Regions from separate parts of the Rattus norvegicus genome. Here region 1 is linked to region 2. The links are chromatin contacts, called in public Hi-C maps. All regions are on one chromosome and are shown on one strand. The core of a region is the stretch at or near the end of the contact, and the rest is flanking DNA. Distances in the headings are between cores, read along the strand shown.

Region 1 (2,700 bases), core at 183-2,682, 300 kb before region 2:
AAAATATATTTAAAAACATTTTTATTTTATTTAGTGTGTGTGTGTGTGTGTGTGTGTGTGTGTGTGTGTGTGTGTGTGTCACAAGCCATAGCATGCATGTGGAGGGCAGCTTACCGGAATGGGTTCTTCTGCTTCCACCGTGAGGGTCTCAGAGATGAAACTCAGATCGTCAGCCTTGGTGTCAAGTGCCTTTACCTACCCAGCCCTTTTAATCCTGGGAATACTTTTATTTTTCTAAAACAATACTTAAAGAAATAACCTCTTTGGACTGGAGGCACACAGCTCAATGGTGGAGCGCTTGCTGAGGATGCTAATGGCTTGGGTGAAAATAAACAGTGTCTCAGACGGAGAAAGAAAGTGGGGTACCCTGGCAATGGGGCCCTTTCGATGTGCTACACTTCATCATTCATTGGAGAGAATGGACACACTTGTAATATTTAGCCCTACTAATCCATGAGTCTGTATGTGATTTACCATTTATCTAAGCCAGTGAGTCAGAATTACCTGGAAATTTTGTTAAAATACAGGCTACTCCCAGGCTGATTCAGCGGGTTTATTTGGTGCCTTAACATTTGCATCCCCCACACCCCACCCTCTAAGGTCTCTCTCTGTAGACCAGAGAACTCACAGAGATCCTCCTGCCTCTGCTTTCTGGGCGCTGGGACTAAAGGTGTTTGTTACCTTGAATCACTAGTTTCAAGACTGTACCTCTGGGATCCCCACGGGGCTTTCTTTTGTCTTTGAAAAAAATTTTTTTTGTTTGACAATTTCATATATTTATTTAGATACTGAATTTTAGTTTTTCCGCCCCTCCATTTCACTCTCACGGCTGTCTGTCTGTCTGTCTGTCTCTGTCTCTCTGGAACCCTTCTCATCAAGTCTCTTTCATACTTTAATACCCCTTTTTTTCTTCTTTTAAAAAAAGATTTACGTGTGTGTGTGTGTGTGCGCGTGTGCGTGTGCGTGTATTTGCACCACATATGTGCTGGGGCCCCCAGAGGCCAGAAGAAGTGGCCGTCCGATCCCCAGGAGACGGAGGTAAGAGAGGTTCAGTGCTGGAAACTGAATCTAGACCTTCTGCAAGGGCAGTGAGTGCTCTTAGCCCAGGGCCATCTCTGCAGCCCCCGTTTACTTTTTGTGTGTGGCCCACTGAGTTGACTTAGGGTTTCTTGCCAGAGCGTGGGTGTGGGGAATTTTTACAGGAGTGAGGGCAACTTATGGGTGGTTAGCAATGGAGTAGAATTCAGCCTTCAAAAAGAGACCCCAGGCTAAGACCTAGATGAATCTCAAGGACATTAAAAGTGAAATTACCCATTCACAAAAGGATGGCTTTTATGGTTCCGTCTGAACAAGGTCCTAGAGTTGTCAAACACAGAAAAGTGCCTGGTGCCGGCTGGAGGCTGGGGAGTGAGGTTTAGTGAGAACAGTTTCAGTTTTGCAAGACAGAGTCTGGAAAGGGCTCACGGCAAGGGTTGTGCAAGAGGGGCATATGCTCCGTGTCACCAAGCCGTGCACTCAAAACTGGTTAAAACGGGAAACTTCACGTTCCGTATGTTTTGAACAGCATTAAAAGTTAAGAAGAAAAGCCACCCCAACCCAAAGATAAGTGAACCAAAGCTAGCGACCGGGGTCAGGTCCTGCACGCGAGCCTCCCTCTAGATCCCGGGGTGTAAACTTGACACACAGGCTTGCTGATAACTCTTGCACTTTCCTCTGTGTGTGCAAGCCTTGGCATCAGATAAGAGAGGCTCTGGGAAGTGAGACGCCGACCTAAGAGGCCCGATGCGCTGACAGATGGCACAGGGTGACAGTAGGCACCGAGGGAGCAGTTTGGGGATTTCCTGGAAGATAAAGGCATGCTGAGTTACAGGAAAGCTGGCTTATCACCCATCCCTTTCGGCTCTCCTGAGAGGGCCAGAGTTTTATGGAGAGAGTATAGAGGGGTGGCCCAGACAACTCCCGTGTGTAGGCAGATGGGTTGAGTGAGATTTGTGGGACAAGGCAAGTATTTCTTGGGGATGAGCTTGGGCTAGGACATCGGGCTGGAGTGAGGACCCTATTGGAGAGAGGAATGACTGCAGGGTTGGGGTGGGAGAGGAGGGGCCTGGATGTGAAGGAACCTGGGCACAGAAAGCAGTCAAGAGGCTGCAAGCTTCTGCCAGGTCCTCTGCTAACAGCTGGAGGAGGGGGCTCCTGTTTGAGGCTGGGACTTCCCTATGTAGCTCACTCTGGCCTGAGCCACCTTTGATCCCGCCTGTCTAGGCGTGTAGAATCTGGAGCTGCCAGAAGTCAAATGTGTGTGTGTGTGTGTGTGTGTGTGTGTGTGTGTGTGTCTGTGCGTCTGTCTCTGTGCATCTGTCTGTGTGTGTGTCTCTCTCTCTCTGTGTCTGTGTGTGTGTCTCTGTGTGTCTATGTGTGTCTGTGTGTGAGTGTCTGTGTGTGTGTGTCTGTGTATCTGTGTGTGTGTGTCTGTGCGTCTGTCTGTGTGTGTGTCTCTCTGTGTGTGTGTGTCTCTGTGTGTCTATGTGTGTCTCTGTGTGTGTGTCTCTCTCTGTGTGTTTGTGTGTGTGTATCTGTGTATCTGTGTATCTGTGTGTGTGTGTTTGTGAGTGTGTGTGTGTGAGTGTGTGTGTGTCTGTGCATCTGTCTGTGTGTGTGTCTCTCTCTCTGTGTGTCTGTGTGTGTGTCTGTGTGTGTGTG
Region 2 (2,963 bases), core at 443-2,942:
AGGGGGTGGCGCGGCGCAGGTGGCCCAACAAGCTAGAGGGGTGGGAGAGGGTCCCCGCAGTAATCCATCCTAAAACTTTCCCCAAACTCACTGCAAAGGCCGAAGAGACCGAATGGCAGTGACAGCAAAGCCCCCTCGGTCGCCGGCGCCCTGCCCCCTCCACGATCTCTGCCCTCCCCCGGTCCAAGGTCCGAGCACCCCCAGGCATGCCCGCTGGGCTCCGGACTCCCGCCCCCTCTGCCCGGACTTCCAGTTCTCCCGGGACCCGCGACCCAGAGCAAACTTCTGCCGCCAGCTCGGGCGCAAGCCCAGCCCCCTCAGCCTCCTCCTCTGGCTCCCGCCCTCCGCTGCTCGGCCCAGATCGTACGTGCGGTGACTCTGGTGGGTGGGCAGGGCCCGCGTGGGCGGCGAGACTATCCTGGCGCCCTCCCACCTAGCGCGCACCCCCTCCCCCTCCACGTACGACGACAGAGGGGGACGCCTCGCGCCCGGTGCCCAAGGACCCGCGTGGGGCACGAAGCCCCCCACGCGCGCGCTCGCACGCACGCACGTCCCCAAGCGGGAGAGGCGCTCGCCATGGCCCGGCGACACCAGGCGGGCACGACCGCTTACCTTGGCATGGTGGAGGTACAGCAGTAAAGCCAGGGTCCAGTGCACCCAAGAGAGCAGAAAGTTCATGGTTTCAGAGGCCCGTCCGGGGCCGGCGCGGCTCGCGCTCCCTCTCCGGCTCGGACTGCGAGGCAGCCCGCTCTCTTGCGCGCCTTGGCGGGCTCCTCTCCCTTCTGGAACCGAGGCCCGGGCCGGGGCCTGGGGCGCGCGCGCGGCTGGAGCACTGTCTGCGCACACCGCCGCCTCACCCGTCCATGAGCCCGGCTCCCGAGAGCCGAGCGCCCACTGCGGCCCCCTCTCCTCTTCCTTCTCTTTCTCCCCTCTCTTCTCGGGCCCCGGCTTCTCCAGGCCCGAGCTAGCACTTCTCCCAGCTCCGATCGGTTTGCCTCCTGCGGCGCAGACCACGGCTACTCCGGAGAGAGAAGAGCCCAGAAGTTGGACGAAAAGTTTCCGTGCAATCCCGCGAGCCCCGACCCCCTCCACCCCGCCTCCGGGCGCGGGCTTCGGCTCCTGCTCGCGGCTCGCCGCCGCGTCCACCGTCGGCTGCCCGCCGGCGAGGAGGTGGGCGCTGGGGCTGGGGGCGGTGTCTGTCTGTCTGTCCGTCAGCGCGACTGGTCCGATGAAAGATCCCAAGGGGGAGGGCTCACGCCGCGCTCTGGCGGTCACCCCCAAAAGCAGGTCAGTCACTTTGCCCCTGTCCCTCTCTCTGTTCGCTCGCCAGCGCGCTCTCTGACCGGTCTCTCTCTCTCTCTCTCTTCCTTGACTTCTCTCTGGAGCTCCTGCTACCTCTTTCCTCTGCTGATTTCCAAAATCCGAAGTAATTTGAGGGAGTGAAGGAGCAACCTCTCCAAACCGTTGGCACGATTTAAGAGGGGAATAGGAAGCAAAAATAAATTAAAGCGTAAAACAATACAGTTTAAGAAAAAAAAAAGAGGTTTGAATATCAAATCCCAGAGCACAGACTCCCTGGCTGATGAGTCCGTTGAATAGTCTGCCTTGTCGCTGCGTCTCGCGACAGAGCTCCGCTGCCGCCGCTCAGCTCGCCCCCAGCGCCGCGGCCTCGCTGCAGCTCGGCTGCCCCAAGCCTCTGCGCTTCTCACCGGTAACAGCGGTGGAAAAAAAAGGAAATCTGGCCCCGCCCCCAAAGGCCCCGCCCCAGGCCCGCCCCGGGGGCGAGGCCAGGCCGAACCAGGCACCGCCTTTCAGAAGCCCCTAGGCCACTACTGCGAAATAGAAATCTAAACCCCTTACCAGGGTCCATAGCCTGAGAATTATCTGTCCACCCCTTCAAACTTGGCTCGGGGACACACTGGGAATCCCAGGGTGTTGGGAATCAGGGGAGACAGGAGAGTGAGGGCAATTTCCTTTCCCAGGAATGTAGGAGAAAGTGGGGGGGGGGGGAGGCGGAGAGCTGGCAAGGACGTATGGGGAGACGGACACCCGGAGTGACCCCTGGTCTTCTCCCCTACCTCACAAACACACTATACCCAGACACACACGCACATGCACGCACGCACTCACATTGACACACGCGTCCTTCCTCACGCAGACTCGGCTCGCCCAAGTTCACGATCTCCCCGTGATGGCCGAGCGCCCCCTAGTGACTACATTATGCACACCCCAACTCTGGCTCAAATGGCACGGGTCTTGGACAGGGGGTGAGAGTTGACTGTTGAGCACCGCAGGCTTTGACTTCCCAAATAGTTGCGTGTTTCTAACACCCACCCCCCAACAGTTGCTTGTTTGACCTCGGAAACAGAAACTCTAGGATTATATATGGGGCGGGGGGCTACGTGGAAGGCAAGTATGCTTATCTGAGCTCTTGTCTGATCTTCATACATAAGGAACTAGGGCCCTGGGGTGAATGGGATTCCCTGGGAAGTTTCCAGAGAGGCTTCTCTGGAGAGGATATGGCATCAAATGTGTGACACTGAGAACGGGAAGCCGAGCAGTTAGTCAGTGGCCCGGAGGGAGACGACCTGTGGAAGCCCACGTATGCACTGTGGAGTCTGGCAGAGCCCTGAGGGAGAGACAGCTGGGCAGACAGAAGCCCTTGTTCCTCCTGATCACACCCCCCACACACAAACACCCAGATGTTGCCAGGGAACTAAGGCCAGTGTGCCAATGGGGGCAGAAGCAGGCCAGGCCTGCGTGGTGATTCAAACCTACCCTAGCATTCAGAAACGTAGTTAGGCCAGCTGCCCAGCGCTGCCACCAACTCCGGGTAGGATGGGAGTAGAGGTAAGGCTCCCTCAGTTCTAGCCTAGGCTCACAGTTCATCTTCTAAACAGAGTTCAGGGTTGTACTCTGCCCCCTCCCATTCTACCTAGGACCCTTGGCCATTTCTCTATGCT

What was found. A called contact is a pair of places that touch in the nucleus more often than the background predicts.
Region 1: a contact with region 2 is called in a Hi-C map of liver, with 4 times the contacts expected there. The contact joins the enhancer-like site here to the promoter of Vegfa in region 2. A contact is called at or near these places in 11 of 12 Hi-C or Micro-C datasets (the A7r5 cell line, the Rat2 cell line, Schwann cells and 6 more) and 1 of 1 datasets of contacts at active chromatin or transcription factors (oligodendrocytes).

What each region holds. Positions count from the first base shown.
Region 1 is chr9:22,748,118-22,750,817 of GRCr8, reverse strand. All of the region lies in intron 1 of LOC102550363 (a long non-coding RNA gene), which reads left to right. Among named protein-coding and RNA genes, the nearest start is that of Mrpl14, 62 kb to the left of the region's middle. Within about 2 kb of position 1,432, at least 5 of the 93 cell types and tissues checked have an H3K27ac peak or open chromatin away from gene starts, as enhancers often do. A contact at or near this core is called in hepatocytes and liver, where this site is marked.
Region 2 is chr9:22,451,583-22,454,545 of GRCr8, reverse strand. Vegfa (vascular endothelial growth factor A) reads right to left here and starts at 1,692. Exons shown (of 8, transcript NM_031836.3): 1 at 613-1,692. The coding sequence starts at 1,215.